Regions from separate parts of the Mus musculus genome. Here all the other regions are linked to region 1. Evidence: chromatin contacts called from public Hi-C, HiChIP or PLAC-seq and Micro-C data. All regions are on one chromosome and are shown on one strand. The core of a region is the stretch at or near the end of the contact, and the rest is flanking DNA. Distances in the headings are between cores, read along the strand shown. Region 1 holds the start of Nr3c2 (nuclear receptor subfamily 3, group C, member 2). Region 2 overlaps Arhgap10 (Rho GTPase activating protein 10). Region 3 has its middle 16 kb from the start of Gm39199. Region 4 has its middle 140 kb from the start of Gm39199. Region 5 overlaps Arhgap10 (Rho GTPase activating protein 10). Region 6 has its middle 69 kb from the start of Gm39199. Region 7 overlaps Arhgap10 (Rho GTPase activating protein 10).

Evidence for each region. Hi-C and Micro-C count contacts between places; a contact is called where the count stands out from the background. HiChIP or PLAC-seq counts read pairs in DNA pulled down with a chosen protein or histone mark.
Region 2: a Micro-C map of muscle stem cells shows a contact between it and region 1, with 8 times the contacts expected there. The contact joins the enhancer-like site here to the promoter of Nr3c2 in region 1. A contact is called at or near these places in 10 of 39 promoter capture datasets (the 3T3-L1 cell line, the C10 cell line, cranial neural crest and 5 more), 6 of 484 Hi-C or Micro-C datasets (cumulus cells, muscle stem cells, myocytes and 2 more) and 10 of 115 datasets of contacts at active chromatin or transcription factors (astrocytes, craniofacial prominence, embryonic hindbrain and 5 more).
Region 3: a contact with region 1 is called in an H3K27ac HiChIP or PLAC-seq map of VIP interneurons, with 4 times the contacts expected there. The contact joins the enhancer-like site here to the promoter of Nr3c2 in region 1. A contact is called at or near these places in 6 of 39 promoter capture datasets (the 3T3-L1 cell line, 3T3-L1-derived adipocytes, hippocampal neurons and 1 more) and 3 of 115 datasets of contacts at active chromatin or transcription factors (VIP interneurons, forebrain and neural tube).
Region 4: a contact with region 1 is called in a Hi-C map of muscle stem cells, with 2.0 times the contacts expected there. The contact joins the enhancer-like site here to the promoter of Nr3c2 in region 1. A contact is called at or near these places in 3 of 39 promoter capture datasets (the 3T3-L1 cell line, hippocampal neurons and neural stem cells) and 1 of 484 Hi-C or Micro-C datasets (muscle stem cells).
Region 5: an H3K4me3 HiChIP or PLAC-seq map of the SCID.adh cell line shows a contact between it and region 1, with 14 read pairs. The contact joins the enhancer-like site here to the promoter of Nr3c2 in region 1. A contact is called at or near these places in 5 of 39 promoter capture datasets (the 3T3-L1 cell line, hippocampal neurons, liver and 1 more), 3 of 484 Hi-C or Micro-C datasets (cerebral cortex, frontal cortex and pre-pro-B cells) and 6 of 115 datasets of contacts at active chromatin or transcription factors (the SCID.adh cell line, astrocytes, embryonic forebrain and 3 more).
Region 6: a FOXA1 HiChIP or PLAC-seq map of pancreatic cancer cells shows a contact between it and region 1. The contact joins the enhancer-like site here to the promoter of Nr3c2 in region 1. A contact is called at or near these places in 5 of 39 promoter capture datasets (the 3T3-L1 cell line, hippocampal neurons and liver), 2 of 115 datasets of contacts at active chromatin or transcription factors (forebrain and pancreatic cancer cells) and 1 of 9 other capture datasets (adipose tissue).
Region 7: a contact with region 1 is called in an H3K4me3 HiChIP or PLAC-seq map of stem cell-derived neural progenitor cells, with 4 times the contacts expected there. The contact joins the enhancer-like site here to the promoter of Nr3c2 in region 1. A contact is called at or near these places in 8 of 39 promoter capture datasets (the 3T3-L1 cell line, cranial neural crest, embryonic stem cells and 5 more), 1 of 484 Hi-C or Micro-C datasets (nephron progenitors) and 7 of 115 datasets of contacts at active chromatin or transcription factors (astrocytes, embryonic forebrain, embryonic limb bud and 4 more).

Annotation. Positions count from the first base shown.
Region 1 is chr8:76,900,786-76,903,891 of GRCm38.p6, forward strand. Nr3c2 (nuclear receptor subfamily 3, group C, member 2) reads left to right here and starts at 1,545. Exons shown (of 9, transcript NM_001083906.2): 1 at 1,545-1,755.
Region 2 is chr8:77,341,158-77,344,414 of GRCm38.p6, forward strand. The region is part of intron 18 of Arhgap10 (Rho GTPase activating protein 10); the gene reads right to left. Among named protein-coding and RNA genes, the nearest start is that of 0610038B21Rik, 170 kb to the right of the region's middle. Within about 2 kb of position 1,259, at least 35 of the 459 cell types and tissues checked have an H3K27ac peak or open chromatin away from gene starts, as enhancers often do. A contact at or near this core is called in craniofacial prominence, muscle stem cells and uterus, where this site is marked.
Region 3 is chr8:76,428,555-76,431,916 of GRCm38.p6, forward strand. No RefSeq gene overlaps it. Among named protein-coding and RNA genes, the nearest start is that of Gm39199, 16 kb to the right of the region's middle. Within about 2 kb of position 1,492, at least 6 of the 459 cell types and tissues checked have an H3K27ac peak or open chromatin away from gene starts, as enhancers often do. A contact at or near this core is called in VIP interneurons, where this site is marked.
Region 4 is chr8:76,584,855-76,587,828 of GRCm38.p6, forward strand. No RefSeq gene overlaps it. Among named protein-coding and RNA genes, the nearest start is that of Gm39199, 140 kb to the left of the region's middle. Within about 2 kb of position 1,582, at least 2 of the 459 cell types and tissues checked have an H3K27ac peak or open chromatin away from gene starts, as enhancers often do. A contact at or near this core is called in muscle stem cells, where this site is marked.
Region 5 is chr8:77,278,646-77,281,958 of GRCm38.p6, forward strand. All of the region lies in intron 19 of Arhgap10 (Rho GTPase activating protein 10), which reads right to left. Among named protein-coding and RNA genes, the nearest start is that of Gm24838, 130 kb to the left of the region's middle. Within about 2 kb of position 1,641, at least 34 of the 459 cell types and tissues checked have an H3K27ac peak or open chromatin away from gene starts, as enhancers often do. A contact at or near this core is called in the SCID.adh cell line, where this site is marked.
Region 6 is chr8:76,513,454-76,516,475 of GRCm38.p6, forward strand. No RefSeq gene overlaps it. Among named protein-coding and RNA genes, the nearest start is that of Gm39199, 69 kb to the left of the region's middle. Within about 2 kb of position 1,293, at least 3 of the 459 cell types and tissues checked have an H3K27ac peak or open chromatin away from gene starts, as enhancers often do. A contact at or near this core is called in pancreatic cancer cells, where this site is marked.
Region 7 is chr8:77,369,096-77,372,299 of GRCm38.p6, forward strand. The region is part of intron 13 of Arhgap10 (Rho GTPase activating protein 10); the gene reads right to left. Among named protein-coding and RNA genes, the nearest start is that of 0610038B21Rik, 150 kb to the right of the region's middle. Within about 2 kb of position 1,411, at least 9 of the 459 cell types and tissues checked have an H3K27ac peak or open chromatin away from gene starts, as enhancers often do. A contact at or near this core is called in stem cell-derived neural progenitor cells, where this site is marked.

The sequences.
Region 1 (3,106 bases), core at 295-2,794:
CTCTACGCTGGCGACTGATGGGCACTGGAGTCCCAACCAGCTTGTCGTCTCCGCTGCAGTTTCTTTTGCCTCTGGGGAGTGTCCTGCTGGAGTGACTGAGACTTCCAGTCTCCTTGGGCTTGGGATCCGGGATCCTGAGGTTTAACTAACTGTAAGGAAAGGAGGGGCCTTTGGGCACAAGATGCCCTCCTCCTTCTGGGGCTTCAGCTCCTGGCGAGTGAGGGTGAGCCTGAAGCTGCACAGCTGCCGCCGGCGGCCTGCGGGTCGCCAAGGGCCAGGGGACCAGATTTAGGTGTGTATATCACTGGTGCTGACTCCCAGCCAGCAGGGGAGTCCAAAGACGAGCCTCAAACCAGTCTAAAAGTCCTTAGAAATTAAAGTTAAGGAGTCCATCTTTCGGCTTAGCAAGTGCAGTGCTTGGGTGGATGGGAGGGAAATCAGGGTTGGGCGAAGGAAAGGGGTCGAAATTTCTTCGCGCAGACAAACGATCCTTAAAAAATAGTTTTAGTGTCTCCCCTCATCCAGTATACCTGCCCCAATTATGTGCACCCCTTTCACACATTATAAAGTGAATATCCTCGAGATAGTAAGCTTTCTTGCATATTGAACTAGTGGAAAAATCCAGGACTAAAGTAGTATAAGTACAGTAACAAAATTATCAGGCGCCTCAGCTCTTGACCCTGGCACTTTTTTTTTTTTTTTTGGCAGGGGGTGGGGTGGAAGGAAGGCTGTGTTTAAAGGGGTTTGGCTGCACTGAAAGCACCCGCTTTTCCTGCGTGGTTAACACAAGGAAACTGAAATCGAGTGGGAACGAGATCCTCTGTCTCTCCGACAGCGGAGATTAAGGCTGCTCGGCGGGAAGGTAACTCTGAGAACGGGAGGGGGCGGGAGCAGAGCTTCAGGGGTCCCGGGGACACCCACCCGAGCAGTCCTAGGCCTGAGGACGCTGTGGGAGGCGCCGGGTGTGCACCGCTGTGGCTCACCTGGCGCTGCAGGTGGAGAGAGCAAGGGCTCACCATCTAGGCTGCTCTAGCGTCACCATGCTTTCCCCTTCTCTCCAGATTGCTGTGGTCGCCAGGGAGGGTGGGGGGGGGGCGACAGTTGTGTAGGTGAGAAGTTTGGGGCGAAGGAGCAGAGTGGGCTAAAGGGTAGCGTGTGCAGGGGTTGCCCGGTCGGGGCCACCTCCGGGAACCAGGAGAACTCGCCGCCTCTGCGGCTTTAAGGAAGCTGCGGAGTCCAGGCTGTGTCGCAGCAACTTTGTATCAGTCATGTCGCCCGCCTGGTGACTGACAGCCCCTGTTGCCCAATGAGAAGCGCGCCTGGCCCGCACAGCGTGGAGCCTTGTTTCCCCCTTGGCCAATGGAAATGGCTCCAGCGGGCGGGACAGCGACCTGAACTTTCTGGACATGTGACCCGGTTTAAAAGGGCCGGCTTTCCACTCCCCCCTCGGGGCTTTCGCCCGCCCCCTCCTCTTGGCCCGCCCCGGCCCTGCCCCTGACCCCTCCCCTCAGCTCCTGCGCACCCGGGGTGTCATTGGGCCCGGGAGAAGAGAGCCAACTTCAGGCTGCTCAGAGGAAGCTTGTGCAAGTCACCTGGGCGCCAAGCGCTGCTGTCTTGGGCTCTCCCGCTGCAGGGAGAGCGGCACTTGCTGGCCTGGATGTGGTTGGATGTAGGGGGGCTCCGCAGCAGGGGTGTCGTGGAGGTGGCAAGCACTGCAACAGGTAGACGGCGAGAGGACGACCCTGGCCAAGGCAGGTGTGTAGGGGTGCGCAGTGGGGCGTCTCTGGTCCAGCCCGGTGTGCGACTGTGGCAAGGGTGGCTTGCACTTTGCAGGGAGAAGCCGCTGCGTAATCCGGAGGCACAGTCAGTATGGTTCTGTGTGCTTGTTGTTTTGTTTTGGTTTTTCATCCCCCACACCCTCCCCACCCCCACCCCCCCCCACCCCCGGCTGGCTGAGGACTATTTTGGGAAAGTTTGGCCACTTTGGATAAATGCCCTCTAAAGAGCGGCTTTTAACCGCCTTTGGCAGTGGGCGGTCTACCACCCTCCCCTTTCCCCAAAAATGAATTTCAGATCGTTTGGCTCTTGCAAATTTTAAAGGACGTTTGAATAATGTTTCTTTCATCTATCAATTGCGGAAGCTCCCCAGTCTGAGTGGGAGGTGTAGCCGATAAGGGCAGTTGAAGGAGCTAGATCACCATAGATCTTGTATGAACGAGGTCTGGAAAATCTTGCGTTCCCAGTTCCTTTATATTTGGGGAAACTCTAGGGGATTCTTAGGACAGGGACAGACAAGGGATGAAGCTACTTTGGGTGGCATCCTTTTCCAGATGGGTTTTAGGTACATGACTTTTCCTGCTGAATTTTTAAAAGACGAGGTTTAAATCATAATGCTTCATCATACCATCTGCTTTATTTATTTATCATATCGTAGTTCGGAAAACTTTTGCTAGCAGAAGAGTTATTAAAGCCGCTGAGTTTTAAAGACACCAAGCTGCATCTTAACATCGCGGGTCTTCACTCTGTAGGTACTGTTATTGGTGATATTTACATAGTAGTGATAACAGCATTCTCCATCTATGTAGTCCTCCCTTGGAGCTTTAATTCCACGTTTGACATCATGGCATGCTACCTACCATTTGTGTCATGAAATACTTTCGGGAGTTTAGGAGAGACTAAAGCTAAAGCAAAGCTTTTTCTTTTATGGAAAGCTTTTTCCTTAAAGGAAGAGGGCAGGTGAGAGGAGAGAGAGAGAGAGAGAGAGAGAGAGAGAGAGAGAGAGAGAGAGAGAGAGAGAGAGAGCAAGCTGATGCGGCTCATTGGGTCAAGCCAGTGAGCAGAACTCATGTGTGCTTGGCTCTAACTGGTTCTCCCACTCTCTTAGGTGACCTTGGCAGGTTTATCCTTCATCTATAAGAGGGGAAGGTAACAGTCTTGAAGAGCAGAGCAACTCAAACTAGTTTCCTGAAGTTATCTGCCTTCTAAAGCAGCCCTCAAGGATGGGTCTCTACTGTACCACTCCAGGACAGTAACATAACTGGGGAGAAGGGGGAAGATGCCATTAAGAAGCAGATATGTTTTGAGCAGCATTAAAAGTGAAAGTTTC
Region 2 (3,257 bases), core at 9-2,508, 440 kb after region 1:
TGGGAGGTACAGAGTACCCATTCTACAATGGAAAAACAATTTTCTGTCTTGCAAAAAAAGGAAAATAACACACACCACCCTGATAATGCTTTTGGCCCAGGAATATTCTGTTTAAAAACAACATCTTAATGTTTAGTGTGCAAAAGAAAGCAAGACATATGGAGCGAGTTTCCTAGCAAGTACATATGGATTTTATAAGCAGCAGCAGCAAAGGGCAGGGAAATCATGGCCTCCGACGCAGAGGAACTTCGTCTCCTCCTCACTCCGAGGTGCAGCTGGAGAGCTTCTGCTTCAATAGAAGGGCTTGCTCTCTGCTTTGGGGATGCTCCTGCACTCACATTCCCTTGGGGAAGGAAAATAAGCACCAAGAGAATAAGGCAGCCCTTCAATCACAGCCACGCCTCCTGTCCAGTGCTCTGTACTCACGGGCAGGCACTGTCCTCACTCACTCACGGAGCTCTTGCACACTCCCCTTAGGCTGGGCACTGACGGTGCTTTCCTCCCTCACAAACCTTTTAACCCCTCCTGGCCTCGCTCTCCTCTTTGCTTCTTATTCTGAAATGTCTATCAAAAAAAAAAAAAAATCCCTCTGTCCCTCACTACTTTCCAGTCCAATGGAGGCATGTGGCTAATATGGACACAAACATCCACTCACAAACACCTTTGTCAGCAGATTTATTCTTCCTTAAAGCAGGCCCCATGTAGGCCACGCAGCCCTGTTAACTTCTCAGGAAAAAAAATAAAAATAAAAAATACGAACTTTGAAATACACAAGGGAAGTCGGAGGAAGCCAGGAAGTAAGGAACTGCAAATGAAAGCAAGCTGCCCCTCAGCTCAGTCATATTATTCCACACCTCAGCCTCAAGCCTTGCATACAGAGCCAGCCCACCTCCTCTCTCCACCTTTCTGGATAAGTGTGATGACCAAACCCTCACCAAAGAAGCCCTCTCTTTACAGCATATGGAGACTGTCACAGAACGCGACAACTGGACACAAGGAAGGGACCAAGGGATCATAGAGAGCCAAGCCACAAGAGATACGCCTCCATCACAGATCCTATCTGTATGGCCAGATGACACTGGAAGGGGAGCTGGCAGAGGCTGGAGAAAGAAAGAGAGCTGGGAAAGTGATGTAACTGTTTCAACTAAACACACACACAAGAAATCTCAGCACTTTTCATCTAGTTAGGCTGTGTCCAGCCACAGAGGGGCAGAGAAAAACCACAAACTTGGCTCTAAAACAATGCACCTCTAAGAGTGGAGTGCACGGCTGCCCTCTTCTGCCTGGACACAAGGACTGGCTCACCAGGGCTATTCAGAAATCTCTATGAACCGATCAACTCAGGAAGCCATCACCATTTTCCTGTAAAAACACCACGTGGTCATTTCCCTGGAAGCAGGGCTTGGAGTCCCTCTTACCCAAGAGCAAGACCCTAAGCCCAGTTCTCATGGATGAACTGCACTCGAGTTCCCCTAATTAAGACTGAATATAAAATAGTTAAGCTACTGTCACATTCAGGAGATGGTAGTCTAATGATGTATTTTTCTGAATGTGAACAGTAGCCATCTTCCCTGGTGACTCAGTACATGCTGAGGCTCAATGGAAGTGTGGCAGGACCATAAATGAAGGCATAAGTTCACCCCCAGATGCTACCAAAAAAGTAAGACTCACTGCCTCAAACAAACTGTCTTTACCTTATCAGTATAATTGACAGATCGGGTATGAGGTTTAACTTGTCAGAATAAATGTAAATTTATGTGTGGCCAAACTGCTCCAACAAGTAGCCAGTACAAGGACCCAGGAAGAGCTGTGCTCACAGCTGGCTCTAAGGGAATGTCTGTCTGCTGTGTCTTTCCCACTGCCCCACGGCCCAACGGGTGAGCCAGATGCATTAATCCATCAGCAGTCACTCCCTGTGGATGGAAAGCATAGACATACATTACGTACCACTGTGCTCAATGGTCCAGCAGAAACAGTCAACACCTAAGAAAACACGCTACAAGTGCAGCAGGCCGGGTAAGAGTTGCAGGAGTCAGCCCCGGACATGGTTGTCACCTACTTCCCAACCAGGCCTGCCAGTATCTCTGCTTCGTCCCAGGACCTGCTACAGGCTTAGCATGTATTACAATCTTTACATCGTTTTTAGCACACATATGAATGACCATGTATCTTTCCGGTCCTCACATTCCCTGCATTACAGGCAGCCACAGGGAGCTAGCAAGGCCACGGACTATACCTGACAGAAGTGGGGCCATCTAGGACTCCTTGAAAGACTCTATTTTTAAAAGACACATTTTGCCTGGGTTGCAGAGTACTGAACAACACAACAGTCACCTAAGAGAAGACTTTAATCCAGAAATTCTTCCCCTAGTGCCCAGATTTGGCAGTACAGGTAACAAGCTGAAATTCTTAGGACAAGAAGAGGGGCAGAATTATAAACTTTTAACTAGGAGAGGTCCAAAAAGGCTAATAAAAACTTTGCCCCAACCAAAGTTGCTTTTTGGTTAGACTGTTAATGTGTCGTTAAGGGTAAAAGTTTGCCTTGCTCAATCCTGAGCACCCGTCTTTGCTTTTCTTAACAGGAAGAAACTTAGTCCTGAGGAATGTAAGTGCTGAGCAATGGGCACTGGGCACAAACCCACCCTCTCACACACACTGCCCTGAGGGACCCCAACCAGTCGGCCGCATTCCCAACACGCACCATCATGGGGCAGACTACACACCAGACACAGCCACACTCAGGTCTGAAGCTGGGTGCAAGATCCTCTAAAACCTGAAGCCAATCTTTGCCCATGCTCCAGACTGAAGCCCTGCCGCTCTAACCGGAGGCAAAGGGGATGCAGCCTTCTAGGCCAGCAATGCTGGCCCATGAGAGTGAATCCTCGTGACATAGAAATGTGCCTTCCTGTCTCTTTCTTTCCAGCCTCCACTCCCACACAGCATCACCATGATTTACCATGCTTTGGCAGGGCCCCAAACACTAATCGTGCTTCCTAGAAACCACTGAAGTCATGAACCAAAATAAGCCCCTGGTCCTTCTAAGTTAACTTCCCAGGTATTTTATCACCACAGAAGGGTGACCAGCAGGTCCCCGGTCCGTGTTACTTCCATTTGCTTTTTTATTTCTCTGAGCTAAAAAGCCCTCTCTTGACCAAGGGGATAAGACATGCAACTAACACATAAAACTGAGGAAATCCAAGGCTAAGAATGAAAGTGCTCAATTAGCTATTAAGTTAGACTGTGCTCAATCACTCCTG
Region 3 (3,362 bases), core at 242-2,741, 470 kb before region 1:
ACTTTGTTTGCTTGTTTTGTTTTGTTTGTTTGTTTGCTTGTTTTGTTTTTTGTTTTTTTGACTGAGATTGTTTGTGTTAACCAGGATCTTTTGCGGTACAAGAACTTTTGAATGGAACTCTTGTAGCTCTGGAGTTAATGCCAACAGTTGACAAATGGAACCTTACATAGTTAAAAAGTACAGCCAAAGAAATAACCAATTGAGTGATAAGGCAGCCTACAGAGTTAAAGATTTGTATTTGTATGCATTTATATTTGTCAGCTGTAGATTCAACAGAAGATTAATATCTAGAATACGCAAAGAACTCTAAAAACTAAACATAAAAACAATAAACAACCCAAATAAAATGGAATCGGAAACTGAATAGAGAGATTGCAAAACAAGAAGCGTTAATTACCAATAAACACCCTTAAAAGTGTTTAACATCATTAGCTTCAGAGAAATACAAATTAAAACCAATTTAATTGCAGTCAGAATGGCTATTATTAATTATCAAAGGGCATCTATTATAAAAAAATTCAAATGAGCAGACGCTTGTGAGATTATGAGATAAAAGAAATCTCTATTTACTGTTGGTCTGATTTTAAACTTGTGCAGTCAATGTGGGAATCAGTGTGGAGTCTCCTCAAAATGTTAGAAGTAGGCCTATCATGTAACCGAGCTATACCAAGCCAGAGCATATACCCAAAGGACTGTATCTGATTTCAAAGATGTTTGCTTATCTATGTGTTCTCTTCACAACAGCTAGGAAATTAAAGAATCCTAGTGTGTATCAACAGATGAGTGGATAATATAATTTCATTCACCTGTAAGGAAAAATGAGATTTGTGGGTAAATGAAATGAATAGAACTGAGGGAATCTAGTGATTTTTTAAGGAGTCACTTTGGAAGAAAATATTGAGTGTTGCTTTGTCTTTTTTATAAGTATAATAAAAATCCTAGGGTTAGATATAAAGAAAGACCATAAGAACACTGAGAGCAGGACAAGAAAAGCTTTGAAATCTGCTGGTAAACAATGTGGAAGCTGGAGTTAAGTTTCTGGGATACATTCTGACTTATCTTTCACTTTCTGGGTAAACTCTGTTCAAGAACTAATTTTACCTTCCCTCTCTATAAATAAGTATAATAATAATGCCTTATTCATGGGGTTTTTATGGAGATGGAATTATGGAATTAAGCGCATGGTGTCACATCTCATAGAATGCTTTCAGTAACTACAGTCTCAAACTACACTGTTGTAATCTCTATGAATTAGCACTGATGAATCCATTCTAGGGTTCATTGTCCACTTGAATAAGGCGTCATCAGACTGGGATAGCTCATGATGCCTTTCCATGCATTTCACCCCACTAATCAACTGCTGCTCTTCTCTTAGTCTTGTTGGTGACTCTCAATGAGCCCAACCACCTGCGTTGTCTGGCACTGGTGCCTGTTGCTACAGTCCTGGCTGCCACATTGACAATAACTCCATCCTGGTGTGGGCGAGCTGTGGAGACAGATGGTTTCTCAGTACAGGGTAGGGACTGTCAGTCATAAAGCACAGGGCTGCACAGTAGACAGGAGTGTGGAGTGTAGATTAAGACTCCTTCTGTGAGTCTAATACTAGCAGTTAAAATGAACCAACCATATATATAGTTGGTGCAATATATATATATATATATATATATATATATTCATTTTTAGGAAGTTCTTGGATCTAACTCAAAGACTTTCAAAAATAATCAGACAAAAGTAAGCAAGCAGATGGGGAGTCCTTGTCCTTTGCACTCTCTTCTAGTCATTATTCAATTTAGATGGGCCATTGATCATCATAGAAATATCTTTCTAATCAAAAAGTCCTTTCTGTACTGGCACCAACACCGAATTCATTTATCTTCAGTTAGGAAATACACAGCCAATCCAGCAGGGCAAGAGCAGAGATTAAAAAGAGGGACATAGTCACAGACAACAGGACCTCTTGGATGTTAGTCACAGAAAGTTGTCAGAGAAAATTCTTGAACCTCTAGCTAACTTTACAGATGGCCAATATTCTTGAAAGGGAGCAGTTCTTTTTATCAGTGTACATAATAATTTACTTCATTTTCATCAGAGGAGTCTTATTATGACAAACACTTAAGGTAAATTAACTTTAAAAGGAGAAATACTATCATGAAGGTTCCCATCTAAAGCCAACTAGCCTCATTGCTTAGTAGGGAAACAATTCACCATGATGAAATGGGGCAAATGAAGTCTAATCTTCTTAGACATGAAAAAGAACAAAAAAGAACAGGGTCCTGCTTTCTTCTTCAAGGTCACAACTCAAATGATCTAACTTCCTCCCATCATGTGCCACCTGTTAGAGGTACCTGTTAAGAGTCTAAAATACAAACATTAACAAGGTCTTAATGCCAACATTTCTTTTATTTTGTATATTAATGTTTCTATCCTTATACATTTTTCTATATTGGTACTGATAATAAAAAATAGAAAATTCAGGAAAAATAAAAGATTTCTTCTTAATAAGTACAGAATCTGTCTCACTTGGGAAACTTTCTTTCTATAGATAAATCATCTTGCAGCTAGACAAATAGATAAATGCTGTTTCATTCACAAAAGACAGCATATGAAGAGTATCTTCAGGTAGAGAATTTTATGTGTCCACGGTCTGGCTGCTGTTGTAAAGAGACACTTGCCCCAACCAAGGTAGCTTTCCAGAGTCCAAAATCAAGGATCTCATGCAGACTTTAATCAACATCATGGAGGAATGAAAGTGATTTGAGGTTCCACCGAAAGTTGAACTCTTTCATTAAGTTTTATCATTCTGATCTTGACTTTCAAAAACTATCTATTCTCTCTCTGCAGGTGTGAATATTCTCTATGTATGCACACATGATCATTTGACAAACAAGTGAAACATTTGACAAACAAGTGACCCTTCTAGAGTTTAACTCTATGTCCTAGTAGTATCTAAAGCTCTTCACCTTTATACGGGCGGAGGGGGTGTCTTGGAGAGAGAGAGAGAGAGAGAGAGAGAGAGAGAGAGAGAGAGAGAGAGAGAGAGAGAGAGAGAGAGAAGAGATATGCACATCCCAGAGATGTTTCTATGAGCTCTGGGACTCCTTTTAAGCCTTGAAGGTTAAGTAGGCAAAGTTTCACAGTGAAACTGTCCTGCCACTAGGATTATTTTAGTCACCATGAGACATGAGAAGAGATGATGAGATTCAAGTAGCTAAGAGCCTCAACAGGAAGATGAACAAAGGAAGAGGCAAATGTGAGGCAATGGAAGCTGGCAAAGAAGAGGTGAGAGAAAGATAGTAAGGGCTCTGTTGATCTTGGGCATCCCTATAGGGCTCTCTGAATTTATAGAACAAATGGAAGCCTCT
Region 4 (2,974 bases), core at 332-2,831, 320 kb before region 1:
TATATGCTCTTCCCAGAGTGGTCCTCTAAGTATGTTTTTTAGAGTTACTTTTATCTGATAATTTTCTGTACAAAAAGTGTTTTTAAATTCAGACTATCATAGCATACTTAGACTTCTTGACAGTAATTCCATGAGTTCAAACATACTGATTAAAACCCTAAATCTCTTGCATGAGAGCAGCACTTGGTAGCTTATATTTGATGGTGACTAAGGAAATATGACCCTTTCCATCCTTATTCTTAAAATATTAATTTCTAAACTCATATGTCAGTGTTGGGGGTAGAACTTTTAGAGAGTGATACTGTCACATACTCACCCATTCCCTGTCCAGTGGATCAGAGTATTGTTTCAGGGATGGCCTTGCTTTAAAAGGAACTGCCCTGGTATAATTGTTCTGCCTTGCCATGGGATGTCCATTACCTTTGCTGCCGTTTGCCTCTCAGCTGCTGCTTATTAGCTTGCTCCCCATGACTTGGTCAGCTTGCTTTCCTATGTGTCCCAGGGCTACCTGCCCTGAGATAGCACTGCCCACCACTGTCTAGGCCATCCTAAATCAATCATTAATCAAGAAAATACCTAACAGATATTTGCACAGTCCAATCTGAAGGAGGCAATTCCTCAACTGTGGTTCTTTCTCCCAGGTGTCTCTAGTTCGTGTAGCATTGACAAAAACTAACCAGCATTATTGTGTTATGATATAGCGTGAGCTGATCTCCCTGGAAGATCAGCAGATACCACAAACATTGAATTTTCTGGCTTCTAAAACTTTAAACCAAATAAAATTCCAGGCTTTATAAATGACCCAGTATCCAACTTACTGCAGCAACTGAATATAGACTAAAACAGCAGCGGATTCTACAAGAAAGCCAGATATGACCTGGGCGTGGTGGCGCACACCTTTAATCCCAGCACTCGGGAGGCAGAGGCAGGCGGATTTCTGAGTTTCAAGGCCAGCCTGGTCTACAAAGTGAGTGCCAGGACAGCCAGGGCTGCACAGAGAAACCCTGTCTCGAAAAACCAAAAAAAGAAGAAAAAAAAAAGCCAGATATGACCAGCTCATCTGCCTTTGCCTCAGGTTCCTCACCTTTAAAACAGAAGCGTAGAATGCATGATCACTAGCTTTGTTTCCAGCTCTGAAACTCTGGGATTTTAAGTAAGACACTTGTAAGATTTCCCTGGCCATTCACACATTTATTTATTAAATAACATTTTTATTTTGGTCACAACTGTTAGAAATTTTTACGTGTTGAACAAATGACACAATTAACAAGCTGAATGCTTCAGGGTGGTCATAAATTGCAAAGGGTTGGTTAGAGCACTGAGGTTATGATGGGAAGACTGGGGATTTATAATCAGAAGAGTCAGCAAGGCTTCTGGAATGCCACTGGGGAAAGGAAAATATTCCAGTTCAAAGCAGGCATTACCAAATTTCTCAGAACAATGTCCCAAGTCACAGTGGCCAGCCTATTAGGAATGCCTCTTGCTCTTGCCAATTTTTTAGTGACGGCTTTGTGCTAACCTGGTCTAAAAAAGTAAGCATGTATTTTCTCTGTTTCTTTTGTAACTGCTACAAGGGGTGAATGAGGGCATGGAGGGAGCAAAGGCATGCCTGTTAAAAGCCACAGTTATCCCTAGCTAGCCAGTCTCTGTTGTTCCAGAAACAGCCATTCTGAAGGTTGGCTGAGGTCTTGTTTAGAAAATCAATTAGTACAGAAGTTTAGGCCAGTGAGGAGTGTGGCTCAAGTGTAAAAGATTCCGGACACATTTCTCCCTTTTTGTTGCCTGCAAGAAAACAGATCCATCGTCTGCAAGACTCATATGCCACAGACCATCAGCAGGAAATGAATCTGTCTAGAAAGGATTTCGCTTTTAGATTTTTATCAGTAAAAAGATGCTGAGCAAGTCAGAGCTAGAGCCCAGTGAGGATCAGAGAGTTTCAGGGATGCATCATGATCCTAGGCATAAATTTTGCTTTCATTTCCACTTTCTTACACACAAAACAAACAAACAAACAAACAAACAAAAACGTTCAAATGTTCTGATGGCAATACAGAGCTTTTCATTCAACTGCCAAGGATCTTTCAAGCAGCCGAACATTGTGTATTTATGTTCTTCAGATGATCGTCAGCCTGCCTCACACAGAAAACAGAAGTTCACTTTGAAGAAAAGGATAAGTGATTTCTCAGGGGGACACCTAGGCAGCTGCTTCCCCACCCCATGCCACCACATTCTATTTCATTCAGTAAAGATCTTCCCAGCTTTAACACACTTATACAGCCCACTATTGTTATCATTTTATAATTGTCTTCCTTTATATGAAATTAATGAAGAGTATTTACATGTATAAAATATAACTTGATTGGTAAATAAGTGGCAGCAGGTTTGCAGAGGTTCCCATTAAATGACAAATGACAACTAAGAGACCATTCAAATAATCCAAATGACAAGAGGCTGGTAAGAAGCTGAAAGGAGTTTGGATAGTAGGAATAAGACTCATCTGATAATTAGAAACTATTTACATTGGTATATTGTATGTTGCCATACTCTTTCTCTCAAAAGGAACAGATACCCCAAATATATTTTATATTCCAAGAGTTAATGAAGTTTAGGAGCATGCTAATGGCAATAGCTGTAAATATGAGACTAGGGTGGTCATCAAATGAGCAAATGCCAATAGAGAGGGGAAGAAACGAGAAGGAAACACGGGTGGAGAAGAAAAGGGGAAGGGAGTTGGGAAGAAGGGATCCGAGGGAAAGAGAGGAAGAATATAGTCACTTAATATTTTGAATACTTAAAATTATAAACTCTGAGATTTTATCAAAGTAAAAAAAAAAAAAACAAAATGGACATTCCTTGCTTTCTTGGAATTTAATTCCTTATTTTAGTTGCTAATTTTGGAGAATAGGATTATTATGATAGAATTTCAGTCTACTCCAGGAGGGCCTGGAATTCACAATGTAGCCTAGGCTGACAT
Region 5 (3,313 bases), core at 391-2,890, 380 kb after region 1:
TTACACATAAATGCCAAGGTTGGAAGAAAACTCAACTCTCAGAAAACCATCTCAGAAAAACAACAATTCCTCCCAAAAAGAAGCATAAGACAAATCGTGGGCCCTGAGTAAGCTAGCTGTTGGAACGTAAGTCTTGAAAAGTGAATGACGAAAATAAATCTTACTGACTCCTGACCCGACTCAGAGCTAAGGCTAAGTGAGTGTGTCTTAGGAAAGAGATAGGAAAAGCTAGATTAGGGCAGTAAGCATCAGAAATAACTGACTGGACAGAGGTGTCTGGGGAGACATTGGATTTCCAGTGTGTTTACAGAAGTTGGTAGCATCGTGTAACAAGAAGGCCAGTTGAAGGAAACAGCTCCGAGAGAACCCATCAGAGAGCCAAGCAGAGAAAGTGGGGCACACTAGACTGAGCAGGTCCTCTCCCTGGGCTGCACCTCCTTGCAAAGTCTTGTCCTGCCATCCACACAAATCCTAGAATATTGCTTGTTTTTACTTTTAGCTAAGCCACTTTTTCAATAGCCCTTCGGCACAAACATGTAACCGGAGAAACTCAGTCTGGACATTAGGGCCAACTTGGAGGCAAGTGAACCAAAACCAACAGAACACAGCTTCAATTCTTTTTCGAATGGAGTTCCCTTTGAAAGAAGGACTGGCGCTTCCTGTGCTTAGCAAGCTCAACTCCAGTTCTCTTCTGCAAGGGAGCGAGCGAGCACACATTTGTGTCCTGAGCTACCACCACTCTACAGAGCTGAGAGGGACTTGGCTGGTGTGGTGCTGCACAGCTACATCAGCACTCCAGGTGCTTGGAGGCTGAGAATTCATGTAGATATCCAAGCTGGGCTCCATACACAGTGAGTTCAAGCTCGCCTGGACTACACACAGACCAGAAAGAGGAGGAGAGAGTTTCTATGGCTTGTTTGTGAAGTTCCTTCTCCTGCAGATACGTTTGTGTGTTTGAAGCTGTCTTGAAAGGTTATGGAACATTTAAGAGGGGGAGCCTTGCTGGAAGAAACAGATGGCTGGGGCCTGATCTTGAGGTTTTACTTTCTGATGGGGGATACAATGAATCTAAGGCGGGCTCCCCCCACCTGAACCTAAGAGGGGCTCCTACCACCTGGTGTTTCATGCCACCAGGATGACTGTGTGTATCCCTTCAAACTGTAAGTCCACCAAACTCCTCACCTCACCCCTTAATTGGCTTCTCGACGGGGCTCTGTCTACAGCAAAGTTAAGTATCCTTAGCACAGCTGGCCTTCAGGACAGCTACCAATGTGAACTCAGCTACAAGAGCCCAGGTCCACAGCTCCTGGTGCAGAGCAGTGAGAGGGACACAAGCAGTTGGGTTTCCTGGCTTCCAGAAGCCAAGGATTCCTAGACTGCCATTCCTCCAGTGTTATTCATTGCCACCTGGGCAGTGCCTAACACAGCAAAAGTGGCTGTGGAGGGTCTGGGACCAGCCTGCTCCTGACTCCCTCCAACCAGGGAAACAGCTGTGGTGAGAAGCAGGTTTGAGGAGCCTGAGAGCAGAGGTCTTACTTTAAAAGCATGCCTGGGGCGTTTTTACCACCAGATACAGAAGCTCATTTACATCGCCTCTGATCCTTTCCCCAGGCAGACTGACAGCACAAACTGTCTTTCAGCGTGCTGAACCACATTCTATTAAGAGAACTGTCTTCCTGTCTGCCAAACAGTGGCAATCTGAGCCCTCAGGTGAGAATAACAGGGGTGGAAAGGAATGTTTGCAGACTGATCAAATGAAGACACCTCGCTCCATGTTTCCAGCCCGTAACATCCCTCTCCCCGTCCTGTCCAGGAATGAGTCTGTCTACTGGGCAAAAAATCACTGTAAACAGGAAAAGCCTGAATCACAACCATCATGTACGTCAATAGTCAGGCTTATAGCCATTCCCCAAACTTCTGTTCACAATTTCTCCTAGTAGTGTGGCCTGTCAATATTTTTGTATGTGGAAGATGGAGGCCCACAGCAGGTGTTCTCAGACTGGGTGAGACTGGATCTCTCACGGGCCTGAAATTGCACAAAAAAGTCTATGCTGGAAGGCCAGGAAGCCAGGGGATCCACCTGTCTATGCTTGTTCTGTCCTGGAATTACAAGCATATGCCAGCATGCCCAGGTTGTTCTTTCAATATGTGTTCTGGGATGGAGTCAGATCATTGTGTTTGCAAGTAGGTACGTTATCAAGTTCTCACCTAAGCTAGTGTGTTCAGTGATTTCCAAAGCCTGAGCTTTTACCTCTTACAAGATTAATTTATAATTGAGAACTAGGGGCAGACAACTTATTGTTCATTTGCTATGAACTGAACCTGGGTCCCGAACATGCCATGCGAGCTCTCTACCACAGGGTCCCAGCCCCAGCCTGGCTCTGATCATTTTCACCTCTCACTTCTTTTAGTAAGGCAACCCTCCACTCTCAAGTGTCCTGTGAATAGAAAGAACAAAAATGATACTAACAAACTTCTGTTTTGAACAGTCACCAAGGCAACAGGAACACCCAACCTAAACCTGACCTCCACCAAATACTCGCCAACACCTGTTTGCACACTCTCCTCTCTCAACGAAAGCAGCATCAGTTTGGCATTTTGCTGCCACACAATGGTTTCACAGCCTAACCTTGACTGCCACCCAACTCCCATCATAGATGTTTTGAGGGTGGAAACCATGTCTCAGGCTTGGTAACTCTTTACAAGCAGTGTGTTGCCCAGACAAAATCAAGAGACTTGGGGAAACGCGATGGGCCCTCTGTTACAAGAAAGAGCATGGACACGAAACGAGCCTCCAAGACTCAGCAGAGAATAAGGGATCTAAAATTTTCAATGTATTCTCAGAAGACTGGCTAGAAGTTGCTCCATCTGATGCATCCCTTCCGGACCACAAATATCTCTAATTTCCTGCCCTTCTGACTACTCACCAGGCACATCATGGACAAAACTTAACAGTTAAAACATCAGTCCCCAGCCCAAAGGTGCTCACATTTAACATGGGAGACAGCTGATAATAAACAGAGCAAAAGGTGGCATTTGCATAATGGGACTCTCTCAAGGAGCTCTGAGACTCAGAAATAACGAGTTTTAAAACCTGACAGTGGGAGGGCTGGAAGACATGTGGGAGACATGCAACAGAATAAGGAGAAATTACTGCCAGACTCGGAGGCTCTGAAGAGAAACATCGGAGCTGAAAGGCAGGTGAGAGCCTGGCAGCTTTCAGAGCTGTTAAGTCATTGGATTTGGCTAGAGTGTGGGGGCCAGGCAGAAAAAGAAAAAACAAAAAACAAAAATGGGACCACACTAGGGCATC
Region 6 (3,022 bases), core at 43-2,542, 390 kb before region 1:
ATATAAATGTCTTCCTTTATTCTTAAGATGAGTTTAGCATAATGTAAATTGATAAAATTTGGTTTTAAACTATAAAGTTTATATGTTAGTCGTGTCTATAATGCCAAGATCATTAGCTCATTTTTATTATTAGATTCCAGAATTATGAATGGGAACATGTTCTTATTTTTAAGCCTAAGTCAATAATATTTGAAATATCTTTTAAATCAATCAATGAATAAGTGGCAAGTAATGTAAGTAAAGAGAAAAATCAGCTTTTATTTGATGGATTTTACTGTTAATTATCATAAGGATTCTTGCTGTTAAACATACAAATCTTGCACAAGAATGTTAAAGTGAATGTTTCTATCCTCCTTTGACCTTGATTTACAATGTTCTTGGATTAGCCCTGTCAGCAGTTTAGTTTCTAGACATGAAGACCTACCTTTGTTGTTTACACACATGACTGTTTGTGTACACAAACACAGGATCAGGCTTTATTAATACTTCCCAGTGTTCTTTTTCAACTTAACAATTGGTTGTGGAAACATTTATGTAGCTACACAAATTTACTTATTCATGTTAGTGAGTATTTAGTATTTTATCTTATGGATATAACAATGTATTTATTATATCTGGCTTTCAATATTTGCAATAACAAAGTATCCTGAAGCATCTTTGTTCATGTATGATTATGGCAAAACTATACCAATCATCTGAAACTAGAAAGATACCATGCTGTCTACTCTCAATGTTAAGCTGTTTCACTCTTAGTTGGACATATCTGGGGAGGGACAATTTACACAGCATGGCCTTTAGTACAGTATTCTACAGTTGACCTCAGACCAGAGAAATCAATGGATCTTAATATTTTCTCAACAAGGAGAGAGTCCATTTAGCTACAAACTCAGATTCGCAATTCATGTTTACAAAGGGAGGGGATAAATGGGAGAGGAAATAAATGCTCAGAGGGTAGTGCTAGAAACAGCAATCAGAGCAAAGGGCATTTGAGGTAACACTTGGCAGAGAAGAGAGAGTGAGACACACACAGAGAGAGAGGGAGGGAGAGAGAAAGAGAGAGAGAGAGAGAGAGAGAGAGAGAGAGAGAGAGAGAGAGAGAGAGAGAGAGAGGAGGGAAGGAAGGAAGGAAGGAAGGAAGGAAGGAAGGAAGGAAGGAAGGAAGGAAGGAAGGAAGGAAGGGAAAAGAAAGGAAGAGAAAGAGGGGTCTTAGAAGTTTGCTCTCTGCTGCTGTGATAAAATGTTCTAACCACAGGCTATGTGATTCATTTGGCTTACAGCTCTGAGGAAGTCAGGACTGAAACTCAAGGCAGCGATCTGGAGGCAGGAACCGAAACAAGTGCAAGAAGGATCAGGTACACAATTTACTGCCTTGCTCTCCAAACCTTGTTCATCATGCTTTCTTATAGCACCCTGGATCTCAAACCTGTGGATGGTACCAAGTATGGAAGGCTGGGCTCTCCCACACCAATCATGAATCAAAATAACCCCACAGGCTTGCCTACAGCCCAGTCCTGTAGATGGATTTTCTCAATTAGGGTTCCCTCTTGACACTAGCTTGAGTCAAGCATACAAAAACAAACCAACACACACACACACACACACACACACACACACAGAGGGGGGGGGAGGGAGAGGTAGAGGTAGAGGGAGAGGTAGAGGGAGAGGGAGAGGGAGAGGGAGAGGGAGAGGGAGAGGGAGAGGGAGAGGGAGAGGGAGAGGGAGAGGGAGAGGGAGAGGGAGAGGGAGAGGGAGAGGGAGGCTTCCAATATTTCCTGTTTCCTAAACACAAAACTAAAGCTGGAAACATTGAGATGGTTTTCTGTCTTTTTATGACTATGCTCCTCTAAGTTGCACTAGTCATCAATTCTCAGGAGTATTAAACAACTATAGCAAGTGACACTCAAACACAGTCAATGCACACGGTCTGGTACAGCTTAGTCTCCTGAAACATAGGTAAGAGGTTTCCCTTTTACCATCTGTTCCCTTCATACCTAAACTTTATGTATCCCATTTGAAGGTAGTTTAGCTGAAATTACAGTGTGCCCAGCTCTATGCTAAGTTCCTTCAGGGCCTTATCCTATGAATCTTCACAACAGAACTATGAAATCAATATCATTATTACCTGTAATATGAAGGCTCCTACTAATAAGGTGAGCACAGAACTCATAACATATTGTTTATTTTATTCTGAATGTTCAAGGAAGAGGTATGTTGATTGTGTTAACAATACCATATTAATTCATAAAAATATAATAGAATAATTCAATTTCCAATTTTCCAGTCAATATGATTCTTAGCTTGTTAGAAGAAAAATATTGGCAAAAAAGCTCTGAAACCCCAAATAAGAGAAAAGCATCTGGCCTTGAAATGTTTTGAGATCTTGAGAGAAGGTTCTAAAGGAATGGCTGGAATACCACCAAATTGCCTTTGAGCAACTATGGAGAATGAGATAAATACATGATAAATGATAAAAGAAAGATATAAATATAGATTTCAGGTTCAAAGATGAGGGGTTGTACAAAATTTACATATAAGGATATATAATTAACATGAGCAAGATTCCAGAACTTGGTTATTTAAAGAGATTTTATTTAAATGTAAACCCTGAACTTCTCACAGAAGTGTAGATTTCAAAAGGTGAATCTCTCTCTGTCTCTCTCTCTTTGACTGTCTCTGTCTCTGTCCTCTTTCTCTTTCCCTTTCATGTGCTAATCTCTCTTGGCACTGCTAAACTCTCTGTTGTTTTAGAAAGATAGCAAGCAGAGGCTGGTAGATGACACAGGAAAGACAGGTTTGCTGATATGTGGTCTAGTGAAGGACTTATTCTTCATTTTTTCACATACTGGATTTACATTTAAGTTGACATAAGGTTTCTTCACTTTCTTTTTTCCCTTTTCCTTTCTTTTCTTTCTCTCTCTTTTTTGTTTTTTCTCTGTTTTGGTTTGGTTTGGTTTGGTTTGGTTTGGTTTGGTTTGGTTTGGTTTTCTTTGAGAGATATCTCAGTATGTAGCCCATTCTGGCC
Region 7 (3,204 bases), core at 161-2,660, 470 kb after region 1:
GTTTGTTTTGTTTTTTGTTTTTTCGAGGCAGGGTTTCTCTGTATAGCCCTGGCTGTCCTGGAACTCACTTTGTAGACCAGGCTGGCCTCAAACTCAGAAATCCACCTGCCTCTGCCTCCCAAGTGCTGGGATTAAAGGTGTGCGCCACCACACCCGGTCATACTAGACAATTATGTATTGCACGTTCCCTTTCAACTTAAAAAAAATCTAAACCCCCAGATGTGTGGCATCTTAAGTCTTTAAACAAATGCAGACCTATACTTTACCATGGGTTTCTCCTCCCCAGTATATAGCTCACCAAGAAAAATACTCATTTAATTGTGTCTTCTGTTCTATTTTCGTGGTAGCTTGTATACAAACAATGGGCACAAATATGTATGTCTTGAAATTAAACCAAACTTCTAAAGATTAGGGCAAAACAGAAATCTAAGCTAAAAAAGTTAAAGTATACAAACTATCGTTCATTTTCCCGGACATGAATGCTCACTAGTGCACAGTAGTAATTTTCTAAGTTAAAAATTGTCATTTCCACAGTGGTTATACACACAAACATTTCCCTTCTCTTCATCAAAGACATAAAGTAATCATGGCCGGACCTCCACAGAGGCCTAGAGCTGCAGCCTCTGAGGACAGCAGGTGTGCTGAAATCCAATATGTCCCACATAGCACGACTGTCCCACAGTCTGCTCTGCCACGTGCTATCACACAGGGATGCCCATCTTCGTGTCACCTGTTTACAGTCTCTTCTCATCATTCGAGGGAAGCTGCTGCTCGGGCAGAGTCCACTTGGCTCCAGGGAACATTTGTGAAGCTACTAACACTGGCTGCACCCACTGGCTCATGCAGACAAAGGAGGGAAGGGGAAGCAAAGCAAGGGCACCTGGGACCAAGGAAAAGATGCATGAAAGTGGATGGCAGAACCACCCAGAAACCAGCAAAGACTGGAGTGGCTGTGCACTAAACTGGTGAGCGATGATGAACAGGAGGCAGTGAATTCACAATCCTGAGGGGGGGGGGGGCGGGGGAATAGGAAAGAGGGGTGTGAGGGACTCGGGAGTGAATTAATAGAGCACGGTACAGATAAAAGCTTTGATTCCTAGTGTTGGGGGTTGGAAGGGTTTAGAGAGGAACAGGTTGGAAGGCTGGTAGGTATAAGACCTCAATAAAGAAGCCCCGAAAATGGTGTCTACAGGATCAAGCTCGCATACAGAGCTCTACTCAGGAATAAAGAATAAGACTTTGCCATCTTCAGGAAAAATGGGTAGGCCAGAGAAAAGAACCAGACTTGGAAGATGAAGATCTCCTGGACAGGCATTTGCCATTTCTCTGAAGTAGAGAAAAAGAGAGAGAAAGTCTGCCTGCCAGGCACAGTCAAGGCAGGTCAGGGTCTGTTGGCAGATTTCCCAGCCTGCTGAGGCAAGGAACAATGAGAAGGGGTGCACGGGAGGCTCGAGGCTGAGGGCTGGAGATTCTATTGGCCTTGGAAGGCTTTTTTGGGTGAGAACAACTGTCTTGTGTACATTTCCACCAGCATTGTTTCTGTTAGCTGTGGCTTTGCTTTCCAGGGTACTGTAGCATAAGAAGACTATGATAAATACATTTGGGGCTGGCATGGTAATGACCCGCGCAGCCCTCCCATAGCTGTCTCTTGAGCTTTCTTTCTGTCTTTCCTATAATCAGCCTCACTTCCCCTCAGAGGACCAGTCGACTTCGTGCGGACCGACAGGTACATCTCCTCCTTCCCTCAGATGTCAAACAGGAAGGATCAGGAAAACACAAAGGATATTAGAACTAAGAGGGGCGGAACTAAGGAGAGGTGGGACTTCCGATGCAGGGAAGGAGATGCGGTTACATTATATAACAAACAAGCAGACACTAACAAAGAGAAAAGTCAAGCACTTGTTTAGTTTTTAACTGTGCTATAAATTTTAAACCTAATTCCAAAGTAGCTAGCTATATTATTATACATGAAAGACATGCTGGTCATGGCCCACATTTATAAAATAACAGCACATGCTAGGATGCGAATCAACATTTATTTAATAGAAATGACTCATGGAAAATGTGTCTCTCCCAGCCAGTAGGATGGTCCAGTGGTTAAAGGCACACGGCCAGGAAGCCCAACAACCTGACTTCAGCTACCAGACCTTACGCACATGGCGGTAAGGCATAACTCACAAGCTGTCCTGTGACTTACACATACACACCAAGGAACAAAATAAATGAATGAATGCAATGCATAGAGTGAGAAAATACAGAATTCCCGTTCACCTGTAATATGTCCAACGTTTTCTGTCTTTTGACCAGATAATTAGCATAGAGGAAAGTAACACTACAGACAAGAGCTGGGGAGATGGTTTAGTAAGCGAACTTATGCTGTAAGCATACGGTTGTGAGTTCAGATTTCCCAGTTCCCGTGTAAAACAAAGCATTACCGACAACTAACATCCGTGGGTAGCATCTCTGCTACCTCCCGTCCTCGGGGTAAACTTGATTTTTACACTCTCACTTTTACAATGCACTTACTAGTTCTGTGACAACTCTATACATGCATGGAAAACATCCGGGTCACGCTCACCCCACACCTCCCAGGTCTGCTCTACACCCCTTACGCATGTCCCACACGCATGCCCACTGAGTCCAATTTGTGCCATCTTTGTATATGTGGTGTGGGGGTCCTCGCTGGCACATGCTATTCCTTCTTGACATTCTCCGCCCAAACCAACAAGTAACTGCACACGGGAAAGAGGCAGTCTGGCTCGTGACAGGAACGAAGACCCACACGCCTAGCCAACATCCCATGCCTACTTCCCAACCCAGCACGAGTTGGAGAAGGCACAAGGCAAACACGAGACCTAAGCTGGGATCTCTGCACATACAGCAAAGCTTACCACCTCTAATCTGAGTCTCAAATGCAGCAGGCAGTTTATTAAAAGCTACCTCTGAAGGCAGATCAAATGGACTACACACCAATATGGCTGCCCTTACTTTCCATTCATACAAAACAGAGAAAAGCTCTCTCTTTCAGGGTGGACAGCCCCAGGGCTCACTATTTCATGAACAACCATCCAGGGGAAATGCTTGGATAGAGACCAAAGCAAAGCTTCAGGAAAACACAGAAGAACTCCTAGGGTCCAAACTGCAGAAGTCTAAGCCCTACCTGTCCCTGGATCTCAGCCGTAGCTATGACTCACCATGTGGGTC